Regions from separate parts of the Mus musculus genome. Here region 1 is linked to region 2. Evidence: chromatin contacts called from public HiChIP or PLAC-seq data. All regions are on one chromosome and are shown on one strand. Each heading gives the region's core, a stretch centred on a gene start, on an enhancer-like site or on the middle of the called end of the contact. The rest is flanking DNA. Distances are from core to core; before and after follow the strand shown. Region 1 overlaps Padi2 (peptidyl arginine deiminase, type II). Region 2 overlaps Arhgef10l (Rho guanine nucleotide exchange factor (GEF) 10-like).

Region 1 (6,703 bases), core at 75-2,574, 310 kb before region 2:
GGGATCCTCCTCTAGAGGTGGGGAAACACAGGCACAGATTCTGAGCTGTGATAGTTTTTGCCAAGCACTCTCCTGTCTAGAGTAATGGGCCAGGGGATAGACACCTAGTAAGAAAGCAAGGCTAAGCATGTCACCCCTAGCAGGGAATGGAGAGGCTCAGAGAGGGCAAGGGTCAGAGGTGAGGTTACCCAGCAACTCAGCTGGGCCCTTCTGGGGCTGTTTGCACCCTGCTGGGGGTGGCATGAGGGGTTGGGGCTGGAGTATCTCACCATGTTAGGGAAGAAAGCCCTGGCCTGGTGATTTTCATCCATCTTGAAGAGCGCGGGCAGGTCAATAATGTCCTTCTCAGTCAGCGCTAGCTCCCTCTTAAGGATGTCGCGGTTCCAGTCCAGACAGCGCTGGGGGAGGGGGAAAGAGGAAGCGTTGAAGTCCGGGGACACACACACCTGCTTAGCTGGTATCCCTGTCACCTCTCCAGCATCTCCCCCCAGGGATAAGAAAAAAAAAAAAAAAAAAAGACAATCCATTCCTCATTTTTTGAGACAGTCTCTCTTTGTAGCTCTGGCTGTCCTAAAACTTTATATAGACCAAGCTGGCCTTGAACTCACAGAGATTCAAAGGTACTAGGCCTAAAGGCATATGTCACTATGCCTGGCTTAATGGACCATTTTCAAAAAGTGACTTGAGGCACAGCTACAAATGGACAGAAAACTCTCCTGCTAATGCTTGCCAGTCTAGCTACAACCCCTTCCAACTTAAACTTTGCAGTAGAAAACTGCAGCAGGTGAGCTCGCCTGCAACCCACAGATGGCCCTGACCACGGGAAACAGGCCGTAAGCCAGAGCCTGAACTCTGCACAGTCTTCACTGAAAACCAGACAAACTTTAAGTGGCAGAGGCCCAGGTGACCCTGGAGGATTTTGCTCTCCTGCTCACTCAGCTAAGGAGGACAGCAGGGAGGGGTGGGGCCTTAGTGCTTAAACTCTCCTCCGCTGTCAATTACCGCACCTGCCGTCTGGGCTTTGCAAAGCTGTAAGATTTTGATACTAGGCTTCTCCAGAGCTCTTACTTACTACAGTGTGTGTGTGTGTGTGTGTGTGTGTGTGTGTGTGTGTGTGTGTGTGTGTGTGTCTTTGTTTCTTGCAGGGATCATGGAGGGATAGTCAGAGGTCAGCCCCAGTGAGGCGTTGGCTCAGCTTCAGCGGGTCCTGCTTCAGAGAGTGGCTGGGTTGTACCAACTTCTCTGACCTTCAGGTGAGAGCTAACTAGTTGTCTCTTACCATTTCCTCCTACCTCAGTGATTAAGCCTAGAGTGGGATGGGGGGTGGGGGGCGGAGGGGGATGCGGTTTATAGTGACTCATGACTGAGCAAACTGGTACTGGGAAACTCCCTGACCATGTTCATCAGTTCAGGTTGACACCCCCCCCCCCAGGCAGAGTGAGATGCAGGCCATCTAAGAGCTCTGTATTCGAGGGTGCTGTGCGGGTATTTATGTAAGGCTTTGAACCTCCCGCAGCCATGAGGGTACCTGCACATACCGACCAACAGAGCTAGCACAGCTGGAGCTCTGATCAGCCTGTGCCTGAAGTCCACACAACCATAGGACTTTGAACAAATTCTGCCCAGCCCTGACCAAGGCCCTGTGTTGAGACTCCTGCCCACTTCCCTCACTTCTGCTGCCTGACTCAGTGGCCCACTGTGACCCACAACCTGACAGCAAGGTCAGGACAGATTCTAAAGATAAAGCCCGCCCTGTCTAGGCAAACAACTCCGGGAGAGAGAAACTTGGGGTTTGCACGCAACCCAAGTTAAGTTGCACCTAACTTTTCCCTCCCCTCCCCTTTTATATAAACCCCAAGAACCCCTCCCCCTTCCACAGACACCCCTTTCTTGCTGTGTCTGCCCCTCCCTGTTTTAAATAAACAGTCCAGTCTGTTGAGGTCAGCCTCCGGTCTGTTTTCTGCCTCTTGACTCTTCAAATTGACTTAGAAATCTAACACCTTGCATGCTTAGGAGCCAAGTGGGCATTTACTTTGCACTGGATCTGCTTTCTCTCTCTCTCTCTCTCTCTCTCTCTCTCTCTCTCTCTCTCTCTCTCTCTCTCTCTCTCTCTCTCTCTCTCCTCTATCTCTCTTTCTCTTTCTTTCTTCCTTTCTTCCTTTCTTCCTTTCTTCCTTCCTTCCTTCCTTCCTTCCTTCCTTCCTTCCTTCCTTCCTTCCTTCCTTCCTTTCTTCCTTTCTTCCTTTTTGTTTGTTTGAGACAGGGTTTCTCTGTGTGTTGCTCTGGCTGCCCTGGAACTGAAGACCAGGCTGACCTTGAACTCACAGATCCACCTGCCCCTGGCTTAACCTAGATCATCATAAAACGAAATCCAAGGTTTTCTTTCTTTCAAGACAAGAGCTCTCCCAATGGAGCTACTTCTCCTGGGCGCTGGGTTTAATGTCTGGTGCAACGTTTAAGACTCGAGCAGACTGTCACACCCACAGCAGTCCCTCAGGGTTGTGTGAGCTGCCGAAGCTTCAGTGTGAGGGATGGGCTCAGGCCACCGCTATTCAGGCAACAAGTCTGAAGCTTTGGTGTGGCTCTAAGGGGCGTGTCTGCTCCGAGCACTTGTCTGATAGAACTCTGGGCCTACAAGTACAACTGCTTTCCCATCTCCTGCTGGGTTCGAGGCTCCTTGAGCCCACCGCTGCGCTTCTGGATCTACTACACAGCAAGTAGATCCAGCAGGTGCTTGCTGGTCTCTCTGGGCCAGAAGCCTCGAGCCCCTGACCTTTCCCATAGAACCAGCCTCTGCCAAGACCTCACACAGTCTGCCATCCCTTCCTGCCCTCCCACCGCTGTACCTGGAAGTACTGGTTCTCCTGCGTGAGGCTCTCATTGGACAGGATCTTGTTGATGGTGATGCGCTTGCTGCTCATGCCTCCCAGGCCTGTGGGGGTCAGAGGGTGACAGTAAATCTCAGGTGCCTGCCTGGGTGTCCCATCTGAGCTATTTGCTGGCAGTGGAGGGGGGTGGGGAATGGGGTGGGAGTGAGGTGGGGGGAATGGATGGGGAAGAGGGGTGATCTCCTTCTACCCAGGGAGGCATGTGTGTCCCCCTCTCCAGACCAACCATGTCTCCTAAGCCAGGAATGGGGGTGCAGGCACCTTGTGCTCTCTGGCAGGAGGAGAAGTCACCTGGGTGCCCCCTTTGAATGTTAGCAGCTGACCAGGGTTCAAACACCCCTCCTGTTACTCAGTGCTGGCCCTGGAGAGAGCCTGCCTCTGACTCTAGCTCCATAGCCTGGAGGCTTTAGGTCAGATTAGTGACATCCAAGTGCCTGCAGTCTGTTCTTTGGTCGGAAGCCAGGACCTTGTATACACTAGATAAGTAATCTTTTAAATGCTAGCCGTGCTCCCCAGACAGTCTTCCCCATGTTCCTGTGAGGTAGCTGCTACTGTTAAAGGTGAGGAAGCTGCGTTTCCCTACACAGCAAGTGGCCACACAGGCAGCCGGACCACAAGGCTGTGAGCCTTGTATATTTGATTAACATTATTTTTTCCTTTTAGTTTTTTTTTTCTTATGGGTTGGCTTTGAACCTACAACCTTCAGCCTCCACCTCCCGAGTGCTAAAAGTGTTATATTTTATTTATATATAGCCTGTCAGCTCTCTGCATGGCCCAGACTTGTAGCGTCACAACACCAAAGAGACCAGGGCTGTGGGACCCTGCCCCTGTGCTGCCACCACGCCACAGTCCTCTCCGTGACTCTATGGCATTAATATTTCTAACCATGGTGTGTGGAGGCAGCATTTGAGGCAAGCTTAAGATAGAAAGGAAACTTCTAGAAAGCCAAGCCTTACACCTGCCAACGCAGAAAAAAAAACTTGCCACCAGGAGGCTAGAACAGGATAGCAGTGTTATCTATCTATCTGTCTGTCCATCCATCTATCCATCCATCCATCCATCCATCCATCCATCTATCTATGTTTGTTATTTTAGTTTTATCACAGCCTTGGCTGTCCTGGAACTCACTGTGTAGACCAGGCTGGCCTTGAACTCAGAGATCCACCTGCCTCTGCCTCCCGAGTGCTGTGGTTAAAGGTGTGCACCACCACTGCCCGGCTAGGATGGCAGTCTTACGTGGATCTGTCCTGGACACGGGCAGCATTCCAGTCCCACTCCTTGGACACAGGACAATAGCATAAGCATTACCCAGTGACTATGAGTGTCAGGATACTAAGCTACCATGTGGCAGGAAGTGGTAAGACACAGTGACTGATACATTGTGTCTATTTTACCACAGCAAGAGTGCAGATGTGCTGTGGCATTTCTCACCATGCCGCCTGGCAGGGTTTCCCTCAGCAGAGTCTCTTTCTCATGATTAATTCAGGTACAGAGCTCATCCCTGGGTCTGCCCCACTTAGGAGGGAGACAGAGCCTCACTGGAGGAGACAGAGCCTCATTCCAGACCCAGCAGATGCTATGTCGCTCCACTTAGGAGGGAGACAAAGCCTCACTCCAGACCCGGCAGGGCAGGCGTGATGTCAGCTGAAACCACTTCCCTTCCTGGGCCTCCAGCATCGACACTGTTTCTCTCCCCCCTTTACTGTTCTGGGGGTGGATGGGGTATGGCAGAAGGGATGTGGCTTAGCAGAAGAGTGCATGACCATCTCAGAAGGTCCTGGCTTCCATCCCGCTGTCTTGAAAACCCAAGCTTCTGGGCTCAGATCATGTGGCAGTCATTTGGGTCCTTCCGTCCCTCTCTAGGTCTGGTGCTCTTTCAGATATCAGTTCTGAAGATACACTTTGCCCTTCTCTATTTTGAGACAGGGTTACATGACCCTGGAGTTAGGACCCTTCTGCCTTTGTCTGTGAGTGCTAGGACCGCAGGCAGGCACCACCACACTTGGGTTCTGCAGTGCTGGGGATCGAACCCAGCATTTGGTGCATGCTAGGCAAGCGCTCCATCAACTCTGCATCGCCAGGCAGGCGTGACCTTTGGTTTGGGTTTGGTGGTGCAGCTGGGTGCTCTGGGACAAGGCCCTCTTGAGCTCTGTGGGGCTTCCTGTCAAGGGCTTCTGCTCACTCACCCTTGAACATAACGGCCTCCCCGTGGCCTGCCTTCTGCTTTTCTCGGAAGAGCTGGTAGCAGGCGGAGGTGCTGGCCATGAGCAGCCGAAATTCCTGCAAGAGATGCCACCGTGGGTGGCACATTGTCAGGGGAGGCACTGGGGGACGGGGAGGTAGCCAGAATGCCAGAAGGACCTGAGTCCTGGCTGCCCAGTACTTGGTGCCTTTCATGCTGAGAGTCACTGGCTTCCTAGGAAGTCTGTCTGTCTTAGGACTGGCTGACTGTGTCTCTTCTTGTATCCTGGGCAACATCATCAGATCCAAGTACAGGCCCCAAAGTGGCCTGGGATGGTGGCAGGGAAGGGGTTCTCCAAAAGGATGGGCAGTTTGCAGAGTTTCTGAGATACACAGAGGCGCCCAGTCCTTTCATTCCAAAAAGGACATTCTGCCCCAGAGCCTTCAGCCTTTTCCTGGACTGTTGTAACTGATCAGCCATTATCTGGGTGTGACTGCTCAGAGGTTAAGAGCCAGCCTAGACTGCTCTTCCAGAGGTCCTGAGTTCAATCCCCAGCAACCACCTGGTATCTCACCTGTAATAGAATCTGATGCCCTTTTCTGGTGTGTCTGAAGACAGCTACAGTGTACTCATCATATATATGAAATAAATCAATTAAAAAAGAAAAAAAAGAATAGAAACTAATAATTTTTACATGGGGGCTTGTTGGGAGCCGCCCCCACATTCGCCGTCACAAGATGGCGCTGACATCCTGTGTTCTAAGTGGTAAACAAATAATCTGCGCATGTGCCAAGGGTATTTTACCACTACTTGTACTCTGCCTTTCCTGTGACGTCAGCTCGGCCATGGGCTGCAGCCAATCAGGGAGTGATGCGTCCTAAGCGAAGGATAACTCTCCTAAATAGGGATGGGGGGTTTCGCTTTCGTTTAGAAGGGGGCTTTCGTTTTTGGGGTTTGGGGTTTTTGCGCTCCTGCTCCTGAAGATGCAAGCAATAAAGTTTTGCCGCAGAAGATTCTGGTTTGTTGTGTTCTTTCCTGGCCGGTCGTGAGAACGCGTATAACAGTTGATGCCGAAACCCGGGAAGAGAAAACCTGGGACGAAAATTACCATCACCGGCGCAAGGAAGATCCCTCATTCCAGAACCAAAACTGCGGGTCACGGTAATAAAGGTTCCCGTAAAACAGACTGTTGAGAAGGATTCAACTGCATGAATTCAGAACTTTTCAGCTGGGGAACAGAAGTACCAGTGAGTACAGCTTTACAAGGTAAGTCTGGTCTTGAACTTTCTAAGGAAATTCAAGACAGTCTATCAGAAGTAAAGTGGAAAATAGCTTTACAAGGTACGCCTGGCCTTGAACTTTCTAACGAAATTCAAGACAGTCTATCAGAAGTAAAGTGGAAAATAGCTTTACAAGGTATGTTTGGCCTTGAACTTTCTCTAGTGTTAGAAGCCCTTTTGTTCCTTTTCACATGTTATCAAGTGGTTAAGGCAGGGCGGATTCTGGACGAAATTCAGGACAATCTATCAGAAGTAAAGCGGGGAGAGAGAGTAGGAGCAAAGAGAAAATATGGTACACAAAATAAGTATACAGGCCTTTCCAAGGGTCTTGAACCCGAGGAAAAGTTAAGGTC
Region 2 (6,304 bases), core at 1,887-4,386:
TTCCTGTCATTTCTTCATCCACTTGTTCTTCTATCTTCTCTAATATTCACCTGCCCTGGCACCTATGCAGCTGTTTACTTACCCATCCGTCCGTCCATCCATCCATCCATCATCTACCCACCCATCCATCTATCTACCCATCCATCCACCCATCCATCCATCCATCCACACATCCACCCATCTATCCATCCACTCATCCATCCACCCATCTATCCATTCACCCTTTAACCCACCCACCTATCCAAAACCCATCCATCAACTCACCTATCACCCCTCTTCTATCCATCCCTTTCATTCACCTACCCACACTTCCATCCATGCACTGATCCATCTACCCATCTACCATGCACTGTTCCACTCATCCATCCATTCACACATCCATTTAGACATTCATTCACCTGTCCATCTACCCCACCCACACTCCCACCCACCCATCTATCCACCCACCCACACATTTATCATTTATCCTCCAGTCCACACATCTCACCCACTCACCTGTCTATCCATCCTTTATCCTCCATCCTCCCACCCAGCTCTGGCTCCTCAGTGTGTGCTGGGGACCCTCAGGGACCTCGACAGATAGAGAGGAAGTATAATCACTTCCCTCTGGGGGTCAGAAAACAAAGCAAATGGCTGAGGCTCTGAATTTCAGGTGCTCAGAAGGGCATGTGCTGGCTATCCTGTGGTCATCATGGGAAGCATTTAGCCTGGGCTGAGGCTCGAGAGAGGTAGTGAGTGGGAGGATCCCAGGCAGATGAGGTGGGGACAGCCTTAGATTGGACGGAGGGTCCAGTCCCTGGGGGCTGGGCAGGTGGGCATCTCTTCCATTGCTAAGCTTAAGCTACGTTTGTCTTCCCCTTCCCACAAGGCTTGGTCCACAGGATCTGCCAACAAACGGTGGGAGCAGCAGATGGGTCAGAACAGAGCCTCTGAGGCACACGGAGGAGCTAGGCTCTGTGGGGCCATGAGCTGGGTGGAGGCGGGGAATGTCACTGTTACACGCTGTCCTGGCTACGCAGACCAAACTGAGGGGTCCCAGCCTTCTCCCTTCCTCCTCTGCCCTTCTTTGGCATTCTCATGCCCCGGGCATAGTGGGGGATGTGTAATGAGTGGGTCATGTAGAGGTGATGGCTGAGACCCTGAGCCTCTTCAATTATTTCTGCCATGTGTGTCATGGGCTAAGTGTCTCAGCCTCTCTCCATTTCTACTTAGTTTTTCTATTTTGGGTAATAGCAGTTGTTGCATGGACTAAGAGATTCATATGGATGATGCGCAGAGTATAGTTAGCACGGAGTGACGGTTGCAGGCTGCCTGGCCTCTGTGGCTGGTATTAACAGTCTCAATGAGGGAAGACTAGACCCAAACCCCACCTATACCTCAGACGGACACCAGGACCTCTCAGCAGGCTGGCTCATTGCTCTGAGCTCAGGTTTCCCATCTGTCTGGGGAGAGACAACCCAAGAGGCCAGGAGCCTTAGCGTCTGACTCATTTGCGTTGTGGCTTCTCCCTGAGGTTGGAAAACACAGGGCCAAACAGGCAAAGTGAACTCTGGGTTTGATGAGGGTCATGGGGTCATGCAGTGACCATAGAGACTGTGGTCAGCTGTGGTCTCTATAGTTCATGTGCTCATGCCCCCCCTCCCCCCAACAGTGTCACGTGCCTGAGATCTTCACAGCTGGGTGCTCTGGCTGGGGTGCTGCCCTGGCTACCATCTTCCATGGACTCATACTCTATCCCCCTCTCCCTCACTTCCTGCTTGGCCCATACTCTTAGGTTGGCTCTGAATTTCAGGTGCTCAGAAGGGCATGGGTGGGTGGGGCATGCTTGATGCGCTGTGAGATCTGGGTCACTGCAGGTAAATATTAACCCATATATCTGGCTTCCATCACAAACTTGTCTGGACTGGCTTTGGGGGACTTGGCTGAATTACAGGCCAGCCAGGGAGGAGAGGGCACCTACTCTGTACTAGGGAGTATGTTCTGGATCTAACCTTGTTCAGGACTGCTGCTAGCTCAGGGTCACACAGCAATGGGGGTGGTCCCGTGGCTTGGCTTTCCTGCAAAATCCTGCTTGTGTCACTGGGACCTGGAGCATCCTGGCTGTCTGACCTATCCCAGGATGCCTTGACTGAGTGATGCCTGAAGTTTGCCTTCTGCCATGCTGATGTGAGGTGGTGCCAGACTTGCTCAGTACATCTTCATGGTAGAACACCATGGGCTCTCCTGAGTCTGGGTTGGGACCTAGGAGTAACCCCTCCCCCCCCAACTAGCCAACCAGGCATCACTGGAAGGTCACTCATTGGGTACCGCAAGAACCCAGGTGTTGAATTACATGCACGCAGCTAGCGTGCAGCTTGGGTCTCTGGTACCTGGGCTCCAGCCTCTGAGTTTTTCTTGTGTCTTTGTCACATTCAGTGTGAGGGGATCCTCTGAGAGGCAGGAACAGAGCCCCATGTCCAAGATGGTGTGAGGACCGAGTGATGGGTACTCATAAGAGTAGGCGCTTGTGGTATGTGTACGGTGTGTGTGTGTGCGAGTGTTTGTGTTTGTGTGTGTATGTATGAGTGTGTGTGTGCACGTGTGCATGAGTGTGTGAGTGCACGAGTGTACGTGTGTGAGTGTGGTGTGTATGTGTGTGATGTGTGTGGTGTGTGTGTGTGTGTGTGTGTGTGTGTGGTGTGTGCGTGCAGGTGTGTTCAACTTTACCCAGGTTCTCAGTGGTCACTCCTTATGGCTGAGAGCCACACTGGGGCTGAGATACCTAAGTCTACTCCCCCATGGTATTGGCTGCTGTAGACAGGACAGATAGGGGTCAGTCCACTAAAGGGCCCTGAGGGGAGAGAAGTTGGGCTTTGCCTGCTCACGGAGGCAAACGGAAACGCTGGCTTTGCCTGCTCACGCTCTTGCAGTCAGAGGTGACCCAGTAGCCCTGTTCAGGAACGTCCTCACTCCCATCTCACAGGGAGGGGTCACATCAGAACGCCAAGGTCACCAATATCATGCCATAGCTGCTGGGCGTTGGTGGCGAAGGCACATGACCCAACATGAGGCCCAACTGGTCCCGATGTGGCTTGGGGTGGGTTGGGTTTCCTGGCTTTCTGGCATGAGCTGGAGCCAGCTCCGCATGGCATATTCTTGGGGACATGAGTCACAAGGCCAGCCTTCCTCTGCAGACTGGTCTTCATTTCACTTTCTGCAATTTCCCCCCCTAATATGGTCTCTTGTGGTTTCCACTTTCCCCTGCTGGGTGCCTTGTCCTGAAAACCTGGCAGGAGTCGTTCCCTGGAAGACGCTATGTATGGGTCTATGGAGGACTGTCCCTGGGCAGCCAGATGGAGGCCGGGGGGCCACGTGGCTCAGGGCAGTGCTTTGAGTATCCTGAGCACTGGCTTTCCCAGTGAGGATGCTGCAGGCTGGGTGTGTCTCATCCCAGGGGCCGTGCTTCTCCTGGCATAGCCAATATCTGAGAGGAGTCTGCTGCATTAAGGACAGGGACAGGGCCTCCTGGGCAACACCCTCTGGGGTTGGGTTGTCACGGGAAGGGAGGCAGCCAGACACACAGGGAGAGATGAGAGGGCTCAATCTGCATTGCCAGGGACCTGGGGAAGGAAGGACGCTGTGAGCAGGGAATATTCTGTACAGGAGTGATGATCCTGGCTCCTTGGTGTTTCAAAGGGGAAAGTGGAGCTGCTGGGGTGGGAGCAAGATACCCCAGCAAGGGACCTGGACTCCAGGCAATACACTCACCCCAAGTGAGGAGCAGGGCAGCTGGGCAGAGTGGCCGGAGCAAAGGCAGTTGGAGGACACTGACTGTTCTAGTACAGCCATACCGCTACAACTGTACACCATGGCACCGAGGCTGGACAAGCATCCTCTGGGAGGCCATCCTGTGCACCGTGGAGTGTTCGGCCCCCACTCCCCTGGTGCTAGAATCACCCCCTCCTCCACCCAGTTGCGGCTTCATCCCCCCTCCTCCCTCACGAGATCCAGTGGCTTACCAGGCACCTTAGTGTGTGTTCACAACCTCAGCGCTTGGAAGACCCGAGGCAGGAGGGTTGAGGCAGGATTGCTGTGAGTTTGAGCCCAGCTAGGACTACACAGCCAGAGCAGGTCTGAACCTCTCTACTTTCAAAATAAAATCCCAGTTTTTGGGTTGGATGCACAGGAAATCTGCAGATGTGTGAACTGAGGGGAGGGGACATATTGGAACCCAGTGGTGACCCTCTCACCCCCACCCCACCCCTGGGAGGAGCAAAGGAACCAGAGGAGCCCCACCCTCCCATCGTCCTTCTGTGGAGATGCTCTGCAGGTATCTGTGAGGTGAAGGGTCCTCAGGGTTGACTGGAGCTCTGCCCGGTCTGCATGTCCTCTTGATGGATGCAGTGGGCAGCCATCAGCTGTGACCTGGAGTACCAGGGAGGAGCCTTGGACCTGGAGAGTTGAGTTGGAATGGGGGATGGGAGGGCGGTCTGCTGGAGCCTCAGTATGCCCTGGAATGCTTCCTGACTTTATGGCTCCTGTGAGCATAGGGCCAAGGTTGTGTCACATGACAGCATCTTCCCAGAGCCTCATGTCGTGGCTGGGTCATAGGAGCCATCATCATCATCATCACCACCACCACCACCATCATCATCATTTTGCTTTGATTTCTATGACAGGATCTCATGTAGTCCAGGCTGGTCCCTTACTCACTATGTAGCCAAGGCTGACCTTGAATGCCTGATCGAATTGCCTTCCAAGTGCTGGGATTATGGGTATGGGCCACGGTGTCTGGTTATTCCGTAGTCCTTGGCACATAATTGGGTGGCTGAAAGTCAAAGAGGGAGGCCGGCTTTTCCTGCTACTCCTCTGAGTAGACGCAGATCCAAATGGGATATGAGACTACTGACCTCGGTTGCCAGGTTTGAGCCTTTGACTTGGAAGACGGTGTCCTTGTCCCTTGCAAGAGCTGCCGGCCATGGGACAACCTTGGATGCAACTGTACTGTGAAGTCGTGGTAGGTAGCATCCGTGTGGTGATCTGGGCACCACCCCTATTTCAACACCTTTTAGTTTAAATTGTTCTGGGTGTGGGCAGCATATGGGGAGGGAGCTGTCCATCTCTCCTGCCCGGGCCATAGGTCTCTGACAGATCACTCGGGCATTGTGCATGTCCCTGAGTGGGTCTGCTGGCCGAAGGGACTTTGCTGGTCCAAACGTTAGCAAACTTTGCTGGCCGTATGTGTGTGTGTATGCATGTATGTTTGTATAATTATTTTTTGGGTGTGCATCTACACACATGTGCACATGTATATGCATGCACGCTACATGTAGAATGTCCCTGGGATTGAACTTAGGCTGTCAGCCTTGGTGGCAAGCTCCTTTACCCGCTGAGCCATTTTGCCTGCCCAAGCCAGTTATTTTTCAGGCCTGAGAAGGAAGTGTAGGCTTCGGTCCCCGTGCTTGTGGCTCTCTCTGGGGATGGGTACCGGGCTTGTGGCTCTGCAAGTGACCCAGTGCAGCCTGTACAGGCTCAAGGGCTGGAGGTCCTCTCCCCGCCACCCCACAACCATGGTCATTGCTGTATTTACATAATGAAAGACAGACCACCTTGCTGTCTAGATTTCAACTTCTGCCTCTCTCCTATTGAGTCTCCACCCCCTTGTCCTGGAATCACAGTTGTAAAGAGGACAGGAGGCTTGGAGAGCTAAGGGTTAGCTCACCATTGGGCCATAGTGGCTATCCCAGGATGCATTAGCTGTCTCTCATTCCCCACAGTGAGAACTGCTCTCGACCAGACACTGCAGGGAGGCCTGGCCAACACACACCCTTCACTATCCCAGGAAGGGCAATGAGGGGCTGGGGGGGGGGAGTGTGAGGCAGAGCACTGTAGTCTGGGAACTATGTGATTATTTATTCATTCAATAAGTAGTTATTAAGCACCTACTGTGTCCAGGTTCCCGCCAAGGCATTTTATAGGAATGGCTACTTTATTGATTTGTCTATTTATTTGCAGTGCTAGGGCGTCCTATGGCTCATTTAACTCTTCCTGTGCCCTGTGTGGTAAGGGCTTTCAGTGGAAGAGGAAGCCAGGATCAGATAAATGAACTAGTGTGCTTCAGGGTCCTGCCCTGCTCATGGGGCCACATGGAACCTACACATATGGTGGCAGAACTCATTCTTCGTAAGATGGTGGCCAAAGTCTGACAGTGGCACATAGGGCATTGCAAAGATATGTGGTAGGACAGAGGTGGCTTCAGAGCAGAAAGGGTCAGGGGTGGTGGCCTCCCTTTGCCACTGTGAAAGCAGGGCACGGCAGGGTGGGC

What was found. HiChIP or PLAC-seq counts read pairs in DNA pulled down with a chosen protein or histone mark.
Region 1: a contact with region 2 is called in a FOXA1 HiChIP or PLAC-seq map of pancreatic cancer cells. The contact joins two enhancer-like sites. A contact is called at or near these places in 3 of 115 datasets of contacts at active chromatin or transcription factors (bone marrow-derived macrophages, cardiomyocytes and pancreatic cancer cells).

The regions. Positions count from the first base shown.
Region 1 is chr4:140,942,907-140,949,609 of GRCm38.p6, reverse strand. It overlaps Padi2 (peptidyl arginine deiminase, type II), which reads right to left. Exons shown (of 16, transcript NM_008812.2): 13 at 5,075-5,168; 14 at 2,847-2,932; 15 at 270-398. It overlaps Gm13031 (predicted gene 13031), which reads left to right. Exons shown (of 4, transcript NR_045911.1): 3 at 1,146-1,253; 4 at 1,517-1,944. Among named protein-coding and RNA genes, the nearest start is that of Gm13031, 12 kb to the left of the region's middle. Within about 2 kb of position 1,324, at least 70 of the 459 cell types and tissues checked have an H3K27ac peak or open chromatin away from gene starts, as enhancers often do. A contact at or near this core is called in pancreatic cancer cells, where this site is marked.
Region 2 is chr4:140,632,048-140,638,351 of GRCm38.p6, reverse strand. The region is part of intron 1 of Arhgef10l (Rho guanine nucleotide exchange factor (GEF) 10-like); the gene reads left to right. Among named protein-coding and RNA genes, the nearest start is that of Gm42335, 30 kb to the right of the region's middle. Within about 2 kb of position 3,136, at least 50 of the 459 cell types and tissues checked have an H3K27ac peak or open chromatin away from gene starts, as enhancers often do. A contact at or near this core is called in pancreatic cancer cells, where this site is marked.